3 separate regions of the Sus scrofa genome follow, and all the other regions are linked to region 3. The links are chromatin contacts, called in public HiChIP or PLAC-seq and promoter capture Hi-C maps. All regions are on one chromosome and are shown on one strand. The core of a region is the stretch at or near the end of the contact, and the rest is flanking DNA. Distances in the headings are between cores, read along the strand shown. Region 1 holds the start of PSMC6 (26S protease regulatory subunit 10B). Region 2 holds the start of GNPNAT1 (glucosamine-phosphate N-acetyltransferase 1). Region 3 holds the start of DDHD1 (phospholipase DDHD1).

Region 1 (3,152 bases), core at 224-2,723, 430 kb before region 3:
GCACAGGAATCTTAAAAACAGTTCTATCTAACTTCAAGTTTCTTAGCTTACTTCAGCCTCTTGAGCCCCTCATTTCTACGACCCGCCCCTTTCTGGTTTTGTTGGTCTCCTTCCTGTTCCAAGAAATGAGTAAATCTCTTTTTCACTTTAAGGTCTTTGTAGCTGCTGTTTCTTCTGTTTGAAAGGTTTTTTTCTACAGTTTGTTGCTTGGCTGGCCCCTTCTTGCAGATATCTGTCCTAAAGTAGTTCTATCTTTCTCTCATTTTCCTCCACCATGGTTTCTTTTCATTATAATACAGTATTTATTACACTTTGAAATTATTATTTTTTATCTCCTCACCAGATCAAACCCTTAGTAATGCCTCATTCACTGAGTAAATAAATGAATACCCTACTCCTTCTGTATCCTGAAATCCTGTGATTTTGGAGAGACAGCAATGAGTGTTGGCTTGGAGAGAGATCTTATTTTTCTGCTCAGGAATTGAACCTGGGCAGCCTGGATAAAAAACCAGGAATCCTAGCCACTAGACTAGCTAGAGGTGAAAAGTAGAATTGCCCTAACTTTTGCCCCTTGTTGAAAGCAAGAACATTTCAGGGAGGCAAAGACTGTGAAAATAGGTATAAAGTTTATTGTTAGAGTCACAGTACAACATATGGGAAAGCACACAAAGAAGCAGTTTAAGTCAGAAGCAGAGAAGTAATACACACCCCAAAGAGGAGTGCGGGTGCAGGCGTCCCCTGAGTGAGGGGCACACCAGAGAGGTGATTTAAATCACTTATATAGCACAATTCTTCTGGATCTTTCTTTACCTTTGGCTAATTATCTTATTTATTTCTCACACCTGACTGGACACAGGACCCTTCCCAGTATATGTGCGTACCTTTTGGTAAAGATGGATTCCAAAGCAAAGTGTGCTAAGCAGGTATCAGGACTTATTATGGCCTGGTGCCTCCTCCTTTTCTGACCCCCTAGGAATCTTACTGTGCATGTGTAATTGGGGAGGTCTTCTTTACCCCAGGAGTGATTAAAGTGGTCATCTTATCTTTCTACTCCAGTAGAGCTCTGCTCCTGCAATTAACTTTTTCCTTGAAGTGCCAAAAAGAAACAAGGCCCAATTTGCTTGACCTAAGAAGTCCCAGCTGTTCTCAGCCCAGGGGCCCATCTACCTCTTACTTCACCTGGATATTATTGTTCTTTACCAAGAAGCTATCCTTGTTTTACTGAGAAGCCAGTAGAGCTATATATATTAGAGAGATATGTATATTCTCTATTTCACTTCCATCTCAGTTTACTACAGCCTTTTGTGGTTCCAAGAGGGCAGTGACTCAAGCATATCAAGGCTTCTCAGATACACCAGATCAGGGCCTTGCTTTACCCAAGCGGACCAGCAGGGGACAGTGTGGCCGGAGGCCTCCTTTAACTCACTGCGGAGCCCTAGTGAAGGAGGCATAGAAGTTCCGGAAGAGGAGTGCAGAGGCGGGCCAACCGGAAGGGGCGGGGTCGCCCGCAAACCCGCCCTTCCAGGGAGGCTGTTCTCCCTCGCCCCGCCCCTTCCCCCGCCCAGGCGGCCATGGCCATTCCCGACATCCCCTATGAGCGACGGCTTCTCATCATGGCGGACCCTAGAGATAAGGCGCTTCAGGACTACCGCAAGAAGCTGCTGGAGCACAAGGAGATCGATGGCCGTCTCAAGGAGTGTGAGTGCACCTTTCTTTCCATATAATCTCGTGTCTGAACTCGCTTCTGTCTATGACAAAGCAGAGGCCTTTGGCCGAGCTCGGCAGCCGAGCACCGGGAATGAGAAGGCCTCGGTCTGGGGACAAGGCGCTTTGTCATCCCTCCCTGTGCTTGAAAAGCGGAGCCTCTTCGGGCGTAGAAATGGCCCAGACTGGTCCAGGTGACAGAGAGAACACCCCCAGTTCTGAGATGGAAGTGTAGATGACCAGAGGAGGAGTGGGGAAGAAGTGGGTCAGGGATGTTTCCCAGTTTGAGGTAAGGAGTGCAGTGTTGTTGGAGTCCTGGGACCCGGAGCGGGGAAAAGAGTTAAGCAAACCAAAGCAAGAGATGAAACTCGGGAAGTTGGCTCGTTAGCGGAGTGGAAAGCCCAACACAGAGCTTTAGAGAGAAGGGATCCATCGGTCAATAATAGCCCTCCTCTTCTTTCGTCGTGTTTTGAGTAGTACTCTACATGGTACACAAAGTTCCCTTTCTTCCTGAACTGAAAAGATTGTTAGGATTTTTTCTTAGTGTACCGTCAGTGAAAAGCCTGAGTGATTTAATTAAATGGGGGAAGACCATAACCATATAATTTTGTGGAGCGCCGCACCTGTGGACTTCATATGGGTTAGAAAACCAGAGAGTAACAATCCGTGTGGGTAAGTGGAGAAGTGAGGAAGGCTCTAACTCTTTTATCATTCGAATTTGTGATCTCAAATTGAAAGTGTCAGAATGTCAATATCTGTTAAAAGTGTAACCTAAAATGTGCTCAAAGTAAGTATTTACGACCAAGAAAAGAAAAATGTGGTAATTTCTCTGCAACATTTCGTTTTTAAACATGTCATCTGCAAACGGTATTGTGCGTGTGTGTGTGTGTGTGTGTGGTTCGATAGAGTGGATATGAAATATATGTAAAGTGAAATAGACTTGAATTTAAGTAAAGTGAGACCTAGTGACAAACACACTGGCTAGGATTATTTAATTTAAAATATTCAAATTATATTATTTCAGTAAGGGAACAATTAAAAGAACTTACCAAGCAGTATGAAAAGTCTGAAAATGATCTGAAGGCCCTACAAAGTGTCGGACAGGTAGGTAATGGAGCTTGGGATGAGAGGGTGATGGTAATTTGCTTTGCTTTTTTAGTTCTTGGCAAAAAGTAATGCTTTTTTTTTTTTCTTTTTAGATTGTGGGTGAAGTACTTAAGCAATTAACTGAAGAAAAATGTAAGTGTATTAGATTGTTAATTGGTAAAGAAAAAAAGAGTAGACTCTCCTCCCACCACCATCTTTTGAAATGCTTATTATTTTTATAACTGTAATGAGGTAGATAACATTCTTGCATAGACTAAATTTTCTTTCAATTATTGTCCTTTGGCGAACAGAGATAAAACTCAACCTTCCATCAGTGTAGGTATATTCATTTTTTTTACTTT
Region 2 (3,199 bases), core at 459-2,958, 330 kb before region 3:
AGAAAATCTAGAAGAAAGATTCCCAAACTGCCACAAGTAATATCACAAAAACCATACATCAAATTCATTTTTACTAAGATCAGCTCAGGTTTTCAGTCAGTTGAACATTCTTTGGAAGCAAATGCAACATTGGTTTCTCAGCCTCTACAGGACACTAGAATATACACATAGGGAGGAGCTGTTGCTAGAAACAAGCAAGTGAGAGCAACAAGTTATAGATACTGGGAATGAAGATTTCAAAAGTTGACACAAAAATTTAAAAAACAATCTGAGGTCAAATCCAAACTGCCTTTAGATATCTCAAGAGCTCTTGAGGGCATCGCTGTACTCCTTCAGTATAGGGTTAAAGCAGGCAGGGGGCCCTCGTGCTGTGTGAGACTGGGGTTCCTCGACATACATTTTATAACAATTTCAATAATTTGATTAAATTCTGAATCTAAAGAACACCCCATTCGCTGATCATTTTGATAGGTCTGGCTATATTTATTACATAGCTATATTTATTACACTTAAGGTGAGAATTTTCAAAAGTATTTTCTGATAGTTTATCTGACCTCTGTAATAGAGGCATTATTCTCAGTCTATCCTGGAGCAAGCTGGAGCACGTGGAACTTTCAGGACTTAACTCCAAGGTAACAGCCAATGAGTGAATTGGGACTAAATCTTCTGCTGTGGTTCTCCCACCTTGAGCTCTACAAACACCATACTCAGTAGAAGCCAATCTTTACATCATCGTGCCAGACAGGTAGCTGTCTCCTCTATTCTAAAAAATGTCAGTGAATCCTGCCTAATGAAACTGATCAAAATGATTTCTTGAGATCCCTTCTAAGATTCACTCACGAGTGTATATCCTAATAAAACTAGAATTGCCTTTCAATTTTGTGTGAAATTTTAAGAGTTCAATTTACATAAACATTACATCCCATAACAGAAATCACCGTACTCAGTGTTCCTAGGGGTAGAAGTCGCGGGAAGAGACAAAGGATGTCGGTCTTTCGCACATTGAAAACCCCAACTTAGTCAGCCCAGGAGGTGTTCTTCGGAGCCGAATCATGTCCTCAAGTGGCTCCTGACCGCTGTGGGGTGCTCCTCGAAAAGGAAAAGGGGGCCCCAGGCGTTCGTGCCCACTCAAAACCGAAGGCGACAGAGACTGTGAATAGCTGTCACAATCCTCCATGCTAAAGAGTTTAGACCCAAGTCTCCGTTCTTGCCCTACCAAGGGCCACCCCCTGCATGGCCGGACCACTGGCCATCATCCCTAACCTGTTCCAGGCGTGTGTCCGCTGAACTTGCTCTAAACTACCCTCTACGCCCCCATGTACACCCAGCTGGCGAAGATCAATGCCCAGCTCCTCGAACGGAACCTCCCCGAGCCCTAGCCCAGGCCTAGCTCTCCTCGCTCGGGGTAGCAGTCCCACCTGTTTGATAAATCTGAAGGCAGGCCCACGACGGCACCCAGGGCATCCAGCCCGGCCCCGCTCCCTCTCCCCGACCCCCAGCCCCCTCACCCGTAGAGGGCCGCAGTTGGCGCTCCTCTCCAGGCCTTGTCGAACTCTCACCCACCCGGGTATACAGCACTGGATCCGGATCCGGCTTCAGCGCCAGCCCCACCTCCTCTACCTCCCGCGCGCGCTACAGTCGCTTGCTCAGCCGCCACGGCGCGAGCAGCCGCCAGGACGTGGCAGCACCACCGCCTCCAGCCCGCCCCTGCCCGCTGACGCAGGGCAGCGCGCAGGCCGGCGGAGGCGACGGCGGGCGGGGCCAGGGGCGAAACCCGAGTGCGGGGGCGGGGCCTGTGGCGGCGTCAGCACGTGGGGCGGCAGCGAAGACGTTCCCGGGACTCCGCCCGGCGCGGGCGCCGGGCAGGAATCCAGAGCTCACTCCTTCGTACTCCGCGCTCCCTAAGGCTTTTCCCACGGCCTCAGCGTCTTGGCTTTTATGGAAATAATTTTGCCTCGGAGTCAGCTAAGTGGTGACTAGTGTGGGCTGCTTTGATTCTTAGAGGCCAGAGGCTCGGCCCCTTGCCCTCTGCATTTGCCCCTTCCCTTCAGAATCACTCCACTCATTGATTAGGACTTGTGCTGGAGGCTCGAAGCTTCTTATCCCGTTTTTTTTTGAGTCACAAATCCAGTCTCTGTGAGGCGGGGCACCTGCATCTTACTCCCAGACTGCGTTTTATTTCTCGCTCAACTCCTTTTTGGATGAACGTGGGGTTAAGACATTAGTTCTCAGCTGCGCGATTTTATTTCCCAGGAGACAGTTGACCATGTGTGGCACATTTTCAAACTCAAATCTTAGGGGAGCGGGGATGGGGAGGGAACAGGTTTTAGCGGCATCTCTCCAGATGAGAGGATAAAAGTGGGTATAGATCAGGCACGCTGCAAAATGTTGCACAGAACACACGGCAGCTCCCAACAACAACAAAAATCACCTGGCCTGAAATTTCAGTATTGCCGAACTTGAGAAACCCTGGGTTAGAAGAAAACTGACTTTTCTCTGACCTCCTGTCTTACCTAAGTAGCATGTGTTAGTAAACAGGTTCAGAGATGTTAGTTAATATGCTGAAGTCACATAGCTAGTCTCTCTCCTTCCTTGCTTCGTTCCATAAATTTCAATTTTTTTCTTGCTTATTTTTGAGACTTAAATTTCAGTTAACTGTTTTACTGATTGGTGCATTCTCACAACTTCAGAATATCCATCTCGTTTTTACCCTTACACATACAAAAGAATATGCGAAGACGTAAACAACAGTAAACACCGCTAATCTTAAGAAACACATAGCTTTGTTTTCTTTCAGATTTCTGACCCTATATTTACAGTGAGTTCCTCCTGGGCAAAAGAACCTTGTAAATTTTCTTTTTTCTCTCCTTTAGGGCCACAGGTGCTGCATAATGAAGTTCCCGGGCTAGAGGTGGAATCAGAGCTTCAGCTGTTGATCTATGCCACAGCAATGTGCGATCTGAGCCGTCTGCGACGTACACCACAGCTAGCTGCAACTAGGGATCCTTAACCCATTGAGCGAGGCGAAGGGTTGAACCCAAATACTAATGGATACTAGTTGGGGTCATTTCCACTGAGCCACAGTGAGAACTCCCAGTAAATTTTAAATTTATCAGAGTGAAACAATTGTAAAATTCATCCAGACCACAGGAGTTCTAAGAGGTACCCCACCAGATCTGCATTCAAGACATACCACTGG
Region 3 (3,027 bases), core at 195-2,694:
TCATCCTGCCTTGACCAAACGCCAGGCCTCACGCGCCTCTCTCCCCATGATCAAGTTGCAAATCCACCCGCGTGCGTGTTGGGCCCTGCAGAGGCAGCCCGTCCCGCACCCTCCCCCGGCCGGCTACTCACGGTTCCAGTACACCGGGTAGCATTCTCCTTGGTTCACATCCACCTCGTAGAGGCCGCCCCGCACACACACCCGCTCGATGTTCACCAGCTCCTCCATCTCGCGCCCGTGCCCGGTAATGCGCGGACAGAAGCCGCAGACGCGGTCCCCCTCGTGGTCCTCCAGGGAGCCGGAGGCCTGGCCAGTAGCGGAGGGTGGGCCGACCGCATGATCGCCCTCCGGGTCTTGGGCCTGGGCCCGGGCATCCGCGGCCTGCAGCAGGGTCCGGAAGGCGAGCTCGATGCGGAGCGAGTCGTAGCCGATGAAGGGTTTCCAAGTCTTCTTGTCTTCCTTGTAGAACCAGCGCACCTCCTCCGGGCCCAGCTCCGTCACTACCTCGTATCGGTGCCGGGCGGCGGCGCCGCCGGGCCGGATACGCTTCCTCTCCCCGGGGCCCCCTCCGGCCGCCCCGCCGCCCCCCGAGTTCGACGGGACCAGAGGCGGCTGCTGCGGCGGGTGAAGTGACGAGGAGCTGCCGCCGCCACCGCTCTCGCCCTCACTGTAGTAGCGCAGCGAGGAGCCCGACTCGGCGGAGCTGAAGTCATAGTTCTCGTCACTGAGGCAGGGATCCAGCGCCAGGTGGTGGTTGTGGTCCTCTGCGCCCGGCGCCAAATGCAGCCCTGGCTCCCCGCGCAGCAGGGCCAGGGGCACTTCATCGTCGCCCGGGTCCCCAGCAGTCAGGTGGTCGAAGCAGCGGACGCTGCTGCCGAACGCCGGCTCCGCATCCGAGCCCAGCTCCCAGGAGGCGCCGCCGCCGCCCCGGCCGTTATGCTCGGGGCTGAGCTGAGAGCCGCGGCCCGGGTAATTCATGCTCTGGAGACGCCGCCGCCGGCCGGGCCGGGCGCGGAGCCGTGACCCCCAGAGCTTTCGCCACACATTCAACGCCGCCTCCCTCTCCACCGGGAGTTTTCAATCTTTCAAATCCCGACCGGGGCTGCGGCGGCACCCGCGGCGGCTCCGCCCCCCCGAGCCCCGCAGCCGCGGTAGCCGCGTCCCGCCGCCAGTCTCATAGTCACGCAGCCCGACGTAGGTGGTGCTTGGCCTCAGGCCCCGCCCCTCCCGCCGCGCGCGCCGTCCCGGAAGCCCTTTCTCCGCCCACTCTGCGCCGGAGCCGCGCCTCTTGCCTCTCCTGCGCGGGGTTGGGGTCATCTCGGGATTCCTCAATTCCTGTCGCCTACTCTCCTTTCTCCTTCCCCTGCACTGCCGCTTCGCCCCGCCCTTCTAGGGTCGGAACCCAGGTGTGGAGAAGCTTTACCCGACTCATCCTTGCAATCTGGATCCTGAGCCGTAAAGGCTTATTCTCCACATCGGGAGAGAGCCCCCGGAAATTGGATTCATCTGACACTTTTTATGACTTTAGGCCCGCCTGCGGCCTCACCTGGACTTTATCAATCACCTGGTTTATGGTCCCTACAGCATCGTGGGTCCACGCAGGGCATTCCACTCCACGCCTACGGATTCCTCACTTTGGCGTCACGACTCCCACTCAAATCCAAGTCAAAACCGCCCTTCATATACCACCTCATATTACTGCTTGTCTTCCCATATGTATTTCCTGTTTTCTAAACCTTATTTTAAGGTCCTTGTTGGAGGCCAAGTCTGTATGTTTCAACCTCCCACAAGGTGGGTGCACAATCAATGTTGATTATAAGGATGGCAAACCCGGTCAGCTGTTGATAATTAGATTGAAAGCTAAAAAATAACCAGGTTTTAGACTGTTTTGATAACTAACTGCAGGCAGGTCACTTAAATCTTAATCTTTTTGGTTTCCTCATCTGTAAGATCTCTGAACTCTTCCAGCAATAGAATTCTGTGACTGGCAAGATTACTTTTTGTTCTTTATGCATCTCTGATTCTGTAGCACTTTCTGGGATCAGGTTGAATGCTGAGGCTCCCGTGTGGTTCTTTTATATTATGCAAAAGTTTTATTTTATAAACGCATTACTCTATGTTGAGTATCCTGAGAAAAACAATCTCTAATCTCAGTGTTATCAATTCAAGATCAGACAATATTCTCCTTGAAGATTAGGATTTCAACGTATGAATTTTGAGGAAACACAAACATTCAGACTATTGCAGAGAGTGTCTTCTTTGGTCACAGACTAAATGGAATAATAGCCTGTCCTGAAGCGGGAAACAGTCATTGAACCCATATAAGATGTCTACTGAGTTTCAGGCACTATGCTAGACCCTACAGTGAAGCAGTCAACAATCTAGAGGTATCTCTAAATAAACCCAGAAAGCCAACTTTTTAGTTCTTCTGAGGAATATAATTGTAATGCCAGAATGACCACAGGAGTCATTCTTTCCCTAAATACAGATCAATAGTGCAAGCCAAGTTGCAATCTAAATGTAGCTGGACAAGTATAAATAACATAGGACTACTTAATGAATAAAGTCATTCATCCTTCTGTTTATTCATTCAACAAATATTTATTGTCTAGTCATGTTTTGCTGGTGGTTTTTGTGTTTGAAATGATGCTTATGATGCAGAATTATCAAATGCACTTAAAGATTTGTAAGAGGTCTGCCCACAAAACTGTACTTACCAAAAATTCATAAAAATTTTCTATATTCCTTCTGGAAATAAAGGTCAATGGTATTGAAGGTATATATTCAAATGAAAGAAAACAAATCATTACAGTATCGATGCATACTCTATGGAGACAGCCACAAAATCCTAATCAGCTTGTTTGTATCAGAAAGAGAAGATTTGGCTATCTCCCTGCCCTTTCATTATAGAAGATGAGTTGGATTATAACCAGAGGCTGCTATGAGGTCCACATCATGTATCCATTATAAATGCGTTTGATGACCTTTGTGCTCCAGGATTCTTTTTTTTTTTTTTGTCTTCTTGCC

The links. Promoter capture Hi-C pulls out the DNA fragments that hold promoters and counts their contacts. HiChIP or PLAC-seq counts read pairs in DNA pulled down with a chosen protein or histone mark.
Region 1: a promoter capture Hi-C map of liver shows a contact between it and region 3, with 5 times the contacts expected there. The contact joins the promoter of PSMC6 here to the promoter of DDHD1 in region 3. A contact is called at or near these places in 2 of 5 promoter capture datasets (fetal liver and liver), 2 of 47 Hi-C or Micro-C datasets (liver and skeletal muscle) and 1 of 2 datasets of contacts at active chromatin or transcription factors (alveolar macrophages).
Region 2: a contact with region 3 is called in an H3K27ac HiChIP or PLAC-seq map of skeletal muscle. The contact joins the promoter of GNPNAT1 here to the promoter of DDHD1 in region 3. A contact is called at or near these places in 2 of 47 Hi-C or Micro-C datasets (epiblast stem cells and liver) and 2 of 2 datasets of contacts at active chromatin or transcription factors (alveolar macrophages and skeletal muscle).

Annotation. Positions count from the first base shown.
Region 1 is chr1:182,327,597-182,330,748 of Sscrofa11.1, forward strand. It overlaps PSMC6 (26S protease regulatory subunit 10B), which reads left to right and starts at 1,474. Exons shown (of 14, transcript XM_001928747.5): 1 at 1,474-1,698; 2 at 2,729-2,808; 3 at 2,904-2,943. The coding sequence starts at 1,572.
Region 2 is chr1:182,421,741-182,424,939 of Sscrofa11.1, forward strand. It overlaps GNPNAT1 (glucosamine-phosphate N-acetyltransferase 1), which reads right to left and starts at 1,709. Exons shown (of 6, transcript NM_001243376.1): 1 at 1,509-1,709.
Region 3 is chr1:182,753,082-182,756,108 of Sscrofa11.1, forward strand. It overlaps DDHD1 (phospholipase DDHD1), which reads right to left and starts at 1,445. Exons shown (of 12, transcript XM_003121795.4): 1 at 132-1,445. The coding sequence starts at 978.